Regions from separate parts of the Pan troglodytes genome. Here region 2 is linked to region 1. The links are chromatin contacts, called in public capture Hi-C maps. All regions are on one chromosome and are shown on one strand. The core of a region is the stretch at or near the end of the contact, and the rest is flanking DNA. Distances in the headings are between cores, read along the strand shown.

Region 1 (5,473 bases), core at 941-3,440:
CTGAGAGAAAATGCCATTTGATCGAGTTCCTTGTAATGGGGAGAATCTCTTATAAAGGATATACACAGGAGGAGGTGCCATTTCCTGACAAGCCATTTGCTTGAATTGATCAAGTATTTTTATTCCTGGTTTACTCCTTCGAGGGAAAATTTGCTTGGCAGAAAACAAGTACAAGATGGGTGATGGGGCCTAGTCCATGGGGCTGTGCTTGAAAAGTGGGAGCAGAGAATCAGGGACAGGTATAATACAGGGCGAGGGTTGTGCAGATTGTCTTAATAACTCTAGGGCTTTTAGTGACCTGGAAAGTGAATTCAAAAGGTGTGAGTTGCCTTTTTAATAATAAAGGGAAGGAATTATACCATAGTTCAAGGTTGCAAATGCAGTGTCCACAGGGGGAAAACAGGCAGTGTAAATGAATAAATTGGGCTGTGTACAGGAAAGTCAATGGGACAAGCCTAAAGACAGATAGTACTTAAACTCAGTGTCTGAGAGTAATAGGGAACGGCGAGAACTATGGGAACTACAAAGCACCTCCACTGTAAGGGATTAACCCCAGGGAGTGGCCGAAAGAACAGGCTAACAAATCAAAAACCTGGATTAGAATTCCAGTTTCCCTCTTACTGGTATTGTGACTGTGGGCAAAATACTTAACCTTATGAAGTGAAAATAGGAGGTCAAAAAACAGCATAAGAAGAATCCCTTGCATTGGCCAGTATAGGCTAAACTATACCATTGTAATAAACATCCACTGTTATGGGTTGAATTGTGTCCCTCCAAATCCACATGTTGAAGCCCTAATGCTCAGTACCTCATATGACCTTATTTGGGAGTAGGGATGTTGCAGATGTAATTAGTTAAAATAAGGTCATTAGAGTGGGCCGTAATAAAATATAACTGGTGTCCATATAAAATAAGGAAATTTGGACACATGTGCATGCATGCATGTGTATACACACACACACACACACACACACACACACAAAGAATGTCACGTGAAGGTGAAGGCTGAGTGTGGGGTGATGCTTCTACAGGCCAAAGAATGCCACACAAATTGCCAGCAAATTACAAGAAGCTAGGTGAAAGGCACAGAACAGATTCTCTCTCACAGCCCTTTGAAGGAACCAACCCTGCTGACACTTTCATCTTGGACTTCTAAGCTCCAGAGCTGTGAGACAATAAGTTTCTGATGTTAAGCCACTCAGTTTGTGGTACTTTGTTATAGCACCTTTAGCAAATGAATACAGCTACTAAATCCCAATGGCTTGAAACAACAGTTTGCTTCTTGCATATACTATATGCTCATTTTGAGTTGGCAGGGGACTCTGCTATTATTGTTGTCATTGAGGTAGAGATGGTGGAGTAGCCACAATCTCAGTTTGAAGCTTCACAGTCCACAGTAGCAGATTTAAGGTCTGGTAGGCCATTCTTCATACCAGATAATTATCTGGACCAGATGATGAACACAATTAATGTCTATCACAATTTAGAATATCTGCATAGAGAAAAGGAAGATTGGATAGAAATTTTCCAAAAAGTACTGGTTGAGGTGAGGGTGTCTGATTATTGTACTTTTCTAAGTTTTCTAAATTTTTCTATGAAGGACACACATGACTTTAAATCAGAGAGAAGGCCGTTTCCTTTTCCCTTTTTAAGTAAAATAAAGGTTAGGTCAGTTATCAAAGGTTACCTAGTTAATAAGTGGATGGACAAGAAGAACTTTGACCCAATTTTCTTACTTTTCTTTCTTTCTTTAAAGCAATGGGATAAAGTCAGCATTATGTGTAGTGAAATGTTCTTATCCAAAAGGCTGTATATATAAGATGGACAGAGACACCACCAGGTTGAATTTATTGTTGCCTAGAAGACTGGTGATACCTTTGAACAGTGACACTCTCATTTACCATATATATGTCCATAACACAACTTCCACAGGGAGGCTGGTTCAGGAGATGCCCGGAGGGGGTGTCTATTCAGGTGAAGATAGTCTGCGGACATAGAAAATAAGGTAGCTTTTCTATGGATGAAAAATGATGTCTTAGGTCAAGTTCCCCAGAAGGAGATCCTGGAATGATACTGTATTTGCATGTGACTTATTAAGGGAGTGCTCTGAGGAGAAACTGGTGAGGGAGTGAGGTAGCAGAACAGGACGGGGAAGAAGCCAAGCAAAGCATGCTTTTTCGGGCTCAATCCCAGCCTGATCCCATGGGGAGCTCTGGAGTAAAAATTCTACCTTAGACCTGGCCCTGACTTGATGCAAGAGAGCTGGGCTTCCATAGTCCTGCCCTTGTCAGTACTGGCTTTGAACACTTTCAGCTCTCTAAAAGTGAGGGCAGAGCAGATTCGGCAGCCCCAGGGCAGGCCTCTGAAGAAAGTCACAGATGTGAGCCATTAGGAGCGGAGCACACAGAAGCTGGCAGATGGATCACAGAAGGGGTAAAGGGAATCTGAGGGGCACTGGTTGGGGCATCGATAGTGCCCACTACAGATGGGGACTCCCTGAGGACAGAGGTTCGGGCCTTGCAGATGACTTTTGCTTCACAGTGTGTGCAGAGCCTGTGGGAAAGAATGTTAAACAAGACAGAGAACAGGTTCTTAACCTGCTCCTTGCTGGCAGTGGTGGCTTTTGGCCACAGATGTCTCCATCAGCTGTCATTAGGAAGGGCTGACAGATGGTTCAAATCTCTGTGGATGCCTGGGGAAAAAGGATGCATCGTTTTGACCACGTAGGAATTCTTGACACACAATGAGGAATGAAATATGAAGATGTTGAGCGAGGTCCATGCCCCTATGATCTGACATGTAGGAGAAATTCTTGCCCCTTGCCTTCTCTTACTATAAAGTTTTCCTGAGGCTACATGTGAGGAAGTGCACAGAAAAGGCCTGCAGAGAGTCAGACCTCTGTTCCAATCTGGGCTTTACCCCTTACTAGCTGCATGAATTAATCTTTCTGAATCTCAAGTTCCTTACATATAAAATAGGGAACAATTATACCTATACCTATTAGGGCTGTATTGATGAGAGAAATGAAATGTTTTTGAATTTCAGTTTCTTAATCTATACTATAAAGTGTAATAAAATTAATAAATGATGATGATAACTCCTTCTCAGGATTGATGTGGGGTAAAAGAACTAAATATAGCAGATTAATAGGATAAGTTATTGCACCTGGCCTATCCTGGGCATCCTCTACCCCACAACTTTTTTTAAATGTGAGAAGAATGGGTTTTTCCACTCTTGCTGCTTCTAGTCAGGTTACTTTTCATATAGGCTTGGCATCCATTTGCAGTGCTGCACCTTGTAATTTTTCATAAAAATCCTTCTCTTTTTTTTTCCCCAGCCGTCATGAGGTATGGCCACAGCTGTCTCTGGGTGAGCAGACACAGAACCCTCCAGAGGGAGAGAAAACCAATCAGAAGGCCTGCTGGGCCCAGGTGGAATCGCTGTGAATGAGGACATGTCAAGGAACTTATCTTTCTCCTGTAAACACCTTGGACCAACCCAGACCTGTTTAATTTCTAGGCAAGAAGCACAAATTGAATCCTGCACTACATGCATTTATCTCCTCACCTTTTTCGGCAGGAATCTAGATAGGAATTAATAGACTCACTCAAAGAGGAAAAGACATAGTGGGTGCAGTGGAGTCCTTTGTCTTTACGGGGCTTGAAAGGGTGGATCTCTAGCACGTCTAATTTAATATTGGCTTGAGTTAAAGTATAGTAAATTCCAGGCCAAGAAGAAGAAACTAGGATGCCACAGAATGTTAGAGATAATTTAATTTAAACTCCTTACTCAATAGATAGAGAATCTGAGCTCAGGGAGGGGACGATCTGTCCACAGCCATATACCAAACTGCTGCTGGCTGGGCTGAGGGCTATGGCACCTTACTCCTGGGCCAGTGCTCTGGGCAGGGCTTCCTATCTCTGTCATTCATTTCTTTTTTTTTTTTCTTTTTTTGAAATGGAGTCTTGCTCTGTTGCCCAGGTTATAGTGCAGTGGCACCATCTCAGCTCACTGCAACCTCTGCCTCCTGAGTTCAAGCAATTCTCTTGCTTCAGCCTCCCGAGTAGCTGGGATTACAAGTGTGCGCCACCACAGTCGGCTAATTTTTGTATTGTTAATAGAGATGGGGTTTCACCATGTTGGCCAGGCTGGTTTTGGGCTCCTGACCTCAAGTGATCCTCCCGCCTCAGCCTCCCAAAGTGCTGGGATTACAGGCATGAGCCACTGTGCCTGGCCTCTGTCATTCATTTCTGTACCACGGTCATGATTTGTGTCATATTTACACACCCTCGGCACCATTATTAACATGGTCTTAATATCTGAATCGACTGTATTTTTTTATCCTTAAATAAATTCCTTTTGAAAGGAAATTGCTGTGAAGAGAAAACAAGGATTGTTTTCCACAAATAAAAGGTGACCACAAAAAATACATGCTATGAAATGAAGCAATACATTTTAAATATATTAAATTTTAAATATAATTTAAAATTTAAGTTTAAAAGTTTAATTTAGAAGTTAAATTTTAGCAAGGTACTGCTGTGTGTGAAAAGACTGTTCACTCTCTCTGTTAAAAGAGAGATTTGTCATGTTAAAGTGAACTTGAAAGGGAATGGCTTTCTCACCATAGGAGAGGATGTTTCTTAATAAGGTGTTTATGAACCATCTAAAATTGTCTCTCATATCATGAGTGGTCAAGTTGATCAGGAAAGAAAATGTGTTTGCAAACTTCCAAGGAAATGTAATACTTGACACTACTTGGGTTAGAATCCCAACTGTGCCATTTACCAGCCACTGGATCTCCAGCAAGTTATTTAACCTCTTTCTGTCTGTTTCCTTACTCATAAAATAGGAATAATTGTGTATATCATGGATTTATTGCAAGTACAAATAAGATATACATATAAAGCCATAGAACGGCACTCAGCATAGAGTAAGCACTCAGCACCACGTATTATTGTAATTATCATTATTAAAACTTAAAGTGGTATTATGCCCTAGAGCAGGGTTGCAACCTTTTTCTGTAGAGGGTCAGATAGCACATTATTTTACCCTTTACAGTCCATATAGTTTCTGTTGCAACAATTCAATCTTCCATAGTTCCAAGGAAGCAGACATATTGCATACATATATTAATGGGCATAGCTCTGCTCCAATAAAACGCTACCAGAATAGGTGGCAGGATGGTTTTGGCTGGTGGGCCATGGTTGATGCTACAGGGATATAGTTATGTAAAACAAAAAACAGGCCAGATGCTTTGTAGACTATTTTCGAATGAGGTAGCGTCATACTTCATACCTTAGCCCAAATTCCAAACTTTTGAATTCAATCCCATGCACCTGAAACGTAGGTTCTAGTCCAGAAACTTTGGTCTCACTACCTGCTATCATCTTAACTGCTGCCCAAATGGCCATGAGACTAAACAGCTCTTGAACTTGAAGCAGAATAAAGGTTAAAAGCATGGGCTTGGGAATTA
Region 2 (5,473 bases), core at 1,460-3,959, 81 kb before region 1:
GGAGACCCAACTCCTCTGAGCCTAAAGTGAACATTTCCTCCTTGGACCAACCCCCATCCTCATTTAAGGGCATTGAATCTATCTCTTTAGGCACCTGCCATTTTTGCTCTTCAAATGACACTTTTAAGAATGGTGGCCATCTGTTGAGCACCTCCCATGAGCCAGACACAGTGCTAAGAACACCACATGCGTAACCTCAAATGTTCATAAGCATAAAATTACTAGTTCCATTTTACAGACGACAAAAATGAGGCACAGGGTGGTTAAGTGACTTGCCCAGGTCTGTGTGACCTAAAATCCATAAGTGGGTTGGAGGGGAGAATAACGCAATGAATGTAGACACTGGATCAGACCCCCTGGTAATGAGTCAAGGCTTTGGCTCTTACTAGTTATCAAAAGGGATGCTGTAACTTTTCTAAGCCTTAGCTTTTCTCTTTATAAAATAGAGATAATAATAGCTGGGAGTGTGGCTCACACTTGTAATCCCAGCACTTTGAGAGGTTGAGGAGGGTGGATCACTTGAGGTCAGGAGTTTGAGACCAGCCTGGCCAACATGGTGAAATCCTGTCTCTACTAAAAATACAAAAATTAGCCGTGTGTGGTGGCATGTGACTGTAATCCCAGCTCTTCGGGAGGCTGAGGCAGGAGAATCACTTGAACCTGGGAGGCGGAGGTTGCAGAGAGCAGAGATTGCACCACTGCATTCCAGCCTGGGCAACAGAGCGAGGCTCCGGCTCAAAAAAAAAAAAAAAAAAGATGGAGGGCGGGGATAATAATAATACCTATTTTTTAATTTGTAGTAGGCAAAATAATGGTCCCCCAAATATGTCTACATCCTAATCTCTGGAATCTTTGAATATGGTACCTTACGTGATCAAATGTAAGCATGAATGTAAAGGTGCTTTGCATGTCAATAATAACAATAATAGTAATAATAATTATTACAGTTACATGCCAGACACTGTTCTAAAGAGAATCATTGAGAATGTGACAGAATCCGCCAAATGTCACCCTCCCATCCAAAAGACCCCTCCTAGCCAAATTCCCTGTGGAAGATGTTCTCTCAACCATTCCTTTCCTCTTCCCTGGACCAGAGATGAAATAACTCACAGGCAGCTCTCCAGATGAGAGGAAAATGAAGAAGGTAGTGCTTATTACAACATAAAAAGGACCAGGCTCTGTTTACTGAGATTGGGAAACAGATTCTAGGAACAATGTGTCTGCTCCAATGTAATTATCCTGTAAGTGGTCGGCATTTTACTCAGCTCCAAAACTCATGAAGAGGCTTCAAAGATGTACCCTGGGGACTGTTTTATCAAAAGGGACTTAAGAAGGGGTAAAGTTTTGAGATTAAACTAAGCTCTTAATTGAATCAGCAAAAACTGAAAAAATTTTGAAAGGGAGTTTTGTGCAACAGCAGGAAAACATTTTGGATATGCAGACTGAAAAGAAAAGAGAGAAACAGATCCAGATACCTGGCAGAATATCTCTGCACTGTTGGCTAGTGTTAGTGAGAGGAGAAAGAAATGAAGTTACCGGAATCATAAACCCCTAGCTTGGAAGAAACATGAAGCTTCCATCTGTTTCATCCTTTTCACTTAATTCACTTACATTTAATTCAACATATCCATTCATTCATTTTTCAATAAATAAAGACCAAGCACCTGCTAAGTGCTGCTGTGTTACGTGGTGGGGACGCAACGGAGAACACAACACAGTCCTTCCTTCCAGGAGCTTAGGGTGCTCCAGCTCCCACATACCCATTTTAGCAGGAAGTCTCTAATCCTACCATCTCCCCACCCCCATGCTCCACTTACTTTTCCACAAAATCTCACGGGGCTTAGCAGCAGAGCCAGTGCTTATACTCCAGCCTATTTGCCTTTAGAACCAGATGAGTTTGGGATTCAGAAGGCCAGACCCTGGTCCTGTTTCTGCCTCCTAGTCTCTACATGATCTTGGAAAAGAAAATTCTATTCATATGTGGAGGAAACTGAGCTCAGGAAAGGCTTTCCTACTCTTGCTCCCCCAACCCCCATGTTGTGTTCAAATCTTGGCTCCCCTAACCACAAGCTGTGTGCTCATAAGCAAGTTGCTTAACCACTCTGTTCCTCTGTTTCATCATGTGTAAAATAGGATGTTGGAAGTCTTTGTTAAAATAAATGTATGTGAAATGGTTAGAATAGAGTCAAGTATATAATAAACATTTAATAGACATTAACAATTATTATTAGAGCACTGTGGACCTGTGGATCATTTTTTTCATAGTATTGATCACTGTTTGATATTACATATTTTAGTGATTATTAGATTTAATCTGCCTCCCCTCATTAGACTGTAAACTCTGTAAGGGCTGTTTTACCTGGTCTCAACAGCTACTTCAGTGATAGGCACATAATAGGAGCTCAATAAATATTTGTTTAATGGGTTAATGAATGAATGAATTTCTTCCCCAACTCATCTCAGATTGCAGAGGAAAGAAGAATCTGAAGGGCTGCCAGAGCATCTGTTCCCGGAGGTTTTTTCAAACAAGTTCCAACAGCTGTTTGTGCTAGAAGCCACCATAAAAAGCATTCTTAAAAGCAAGAGGGAAAGAACAGCAGTAACGAAGAGATCTATGACCCAGCTGGGATCCTGGATCTATGGCTGCAGCAAGGCTCAGGGGAGGGAAGCGGGAGTGCAGGAAGGTAGACGCAGGGGCTGAAGAGAGGCAGACAGAGGCATAATTTTGAACCAGAGACAGAGAGATGCTCAGTGAGAAAGATGCCCAGAGAGAGGCAGAGACAGGCACTGAGAGGCACTCTGTGGTTGACAGAGACAAAGATGGAGTGGGAGACGGAAAGGAGGGCAGACAAGTGTTTGAACTGGCAGCTAATTCCCCAAATCCTTGAGGGGTTTTGAGAGATAGAGAGTAATGCAGGCTTCAGCCTTGCCTGGTTGATTTATGACCAGCGAGAGTTGAGCCACAGTTGAGCTAAGCACATTAGGCGGCTGTGTGGCCTGGAACTTCTTGCAGTCATGCCTGGGACTTCCCTGGAGCAGATCGCAGGATAGAGAGGCTGTCTGCTCTAATGGGATGTGAACAGTTCTCAGAATCAGGGAAATCATAGCATGGAGGACTTATACGTTTGTAATTACCCTCCGTTCTAATTGGGAGCCACACAAGAAGTTTTGATGGGAAAGACTGACCCTGTTGGCTGGGCTTCCTTCCACCCTTCCTTTTCTCCTTCTTCCCTCCTTTCTTCCCTCCTCCCTACTTTTTTCCCTCATCTCTCTCTTCCTTCTTTCCTCCCTCCCTCCTCCCTTCCTTCCTTCTTTCCTTTCTCATTTATTAAGCATTTGGAATGTACAAGGCAACCAGGGATGTAGTGATTAGAGAAGACATGATTCTTAAGTTTTAAAGGGCTCTCAGTGGCACAGCATAAAGAGGAGAAAAGCAGGCAGCAGAATAATAGGTACAGTGTGATACCATTTATATAAACTACTTTTGTTATTTTTATTTGTTCATGATACATGTATTTAATGGATACTTATAAGTATAAAAACAGATTAGGCAGAAATTATCAAAATTTATATCTGAGGTTCCTGGGGGATGAGGTGAGGAGGAAATGAAACCTGGAATGGGAATCAGGGGATTTCATCTTCAGATGAGTGACATATTGCTTATTTTATTAAAAAAAAAGAAATCTGACCTTTTTTTTGGTTATTTTTACACGGCGGATACATGGTAATTTGGCATATACTATTCTTTTAAAGTTTCTCAGAATCCAAAAAAAAAAAAAAAAGCTCAAGAAATTGAAACATTGACTGTAATTCACTGAGACAAGTCACTTTTATAGATATATTCTGCATTAATTTCAGAAGGTGGAAGCAGCAAGGATGATCAGAAGGTGGAACTTAATCCTTCTCTCTCTCGTACCCCAATCCATCTATTCCCCAGTCCATATTTTCAGGAACACATTCCCCAGGATTGATCAAAGAAGCTACTACATACGAAGTCAAATAAAATATGATGCTCATCTTCTAGCTACTACATGCTAAGTCAAATAAAATATGACTCTTACCTTCTAGAGACCTCCCAGAGTCAGGAACTTGGGTTGTTAAGGCAGGAAGGGGCTGAGAATTGGGAGCCAAAGTGAGTAGACTCCTCTGAGCATCTCTGGAAAGGAGGCACTGGCCATCCATGGTCTCTGTCTCCTTAGACACCTTAATTTGTAGGCAGGTGGTATAATGAAAAGAGCACAGGCTTTGGAGTCTGTCAAATCTGGGATAGGGGCTCCATAGTAGCTATGTGACCTTGGGCAAATTACTAAGTCACTGTGAACTTCAGTTTCCTCATCTGTAAAATGAGGACAATAATATTTCCCAAGGTTGCTGCGATGTTTAAATGACCCAGTAGAAATCAAATGACAACAAAGCCCAGCATAGTGTCCAGCAAACAATAGAGCAGCATGGATTAGTCTCTTCCTTCCCAGGAGTAGGATTTCCTCAGTGGGACATCTGAAATATGGCTCCATCAGTCACACGCAGTAAAAGGCCAGAGTCACCAGGACTTCTTTGTCTTAAAAATCTTCCCCCATGGAGAAAGCAGCAATTTAAGTGGCAAAGATGGTGTAGACCTTGGGCCTAAACAAGTCCCATGCCTAGGAGGAGGCAGGAGTGTCAGGATCACAGAACAACAGAGCTGGAAGAGACATCACCAAACCTCACTGCACATCACCTGGAAAAAATTACTCAGATTCTCTCTCTCTCTCTCTCTTTTAATTCTTTTTTTCGAGACAGTGTCTCACTCTGTCACCCAGGCTGGAGTGCTGTGGTGAGATCTCTGCTCACTGCAACCTTCGCCTCCTAGGTTCAAGCAATTCTTCTGTCTCAGCCTCCCAAGTAGCTGGGACTACAGGTGTGCGCCACCATGCCCAGCTAGTTTTTTTTGTATGTTTAGTAGAGACAGGGTTTCACCATGTTGGTCAGGCTGGTCTCAAACTCTTGACCTCAAGTGATCTGCCCGCCTCAGCCTCCCAAAGTGCTGGGATTACAGGCATCAGCCACTGAGCCTGGCCAAATCACTCAGATTCTTAAGCCTCAGATTAGAATGGCCAAGACTGGGGTGCAGAAATCTTTTCTTCTGTGAAAACTCCCCTTAAAATACGAATTAAAAGAATGACATATCATTTTTCATCCATAATATGGCAAACAAAAATTTGAGAACATCAAACATTGTTGGAAAAATGTGTGCTCTTAACCACTGCTGGTGGGTGCAGCTGCTTTGGAGAGCAATTAAAATTGTCCAAACCCTATTGTCTGGGATCCATGTCAGAGACTTTGTACAAAGAGGCCTGCCTGAGGATCCTTGTTGAAGGACTGTTTGAAATAATGGAAAGTTGAGAACAAACAAAAGCAGAGAGGAATGTCTGGATAAACCAGGCTATACCTGTATCTCGCAATACTATCCAGCTAAAAATAATTAGGTGAACCT

What was found. Capture Hi-C pulls out chosen DNA fragments and counts their contacts.
Region 2: a contact with region 1 is called in a capture Hi-C map of stem cell-derived neural stem cells, with 2.3 times the contacts expected there. The contact joins two enhancer-like sites. A contact is called at or near these places in 3 of 7 Hi-C or Micro-C datasets (blood and induced pluripotent stem cells) and 1 of 1 other capture datasets (stem cell-derived neural stem cells).

What each region holds. Positions count from the first base shown.
Region 1 is chr4:151,769,703-151,775,175 of NHGRI_mPanTro3-v2.0_pri, reverse strand. No RefSeq gene overlaps it. Among named protein-coding and RNA genes, the nearest start is that of GALNT10, 16 kb to the left of the region's middle. Within about 2 kb of position 2,190, at least 1 of the 24 cell types and tissues checked has an H3K27ac peak or open chromatin away from gene starts, as enhancers often do. A contact at or near this core is called in stem cell-derived neural stem cells, where this site is marked.
Region 2 is chr4:151,851,232-151,856,704 of NHGRI_mPanTro3-v2.0_pri, reverse strand. All of the region lies in intron 2 of GALNT10 (polypeptide N-acetylgalactosaminyltransferase 10), which reads right to left. Among named protein-coding and RNA genes, the nearest start is that of GALNT10, 66 kb to the right of the region's middle. Within about 2 kb of position 2,709, at least 2 of the 24 cell types and tissues checked have an H3K27ac peak or open chromatin away from gene starts, as enhancers often do. A contact at or near this core is called in stem cell-derived neural stem cells, where this site is marked.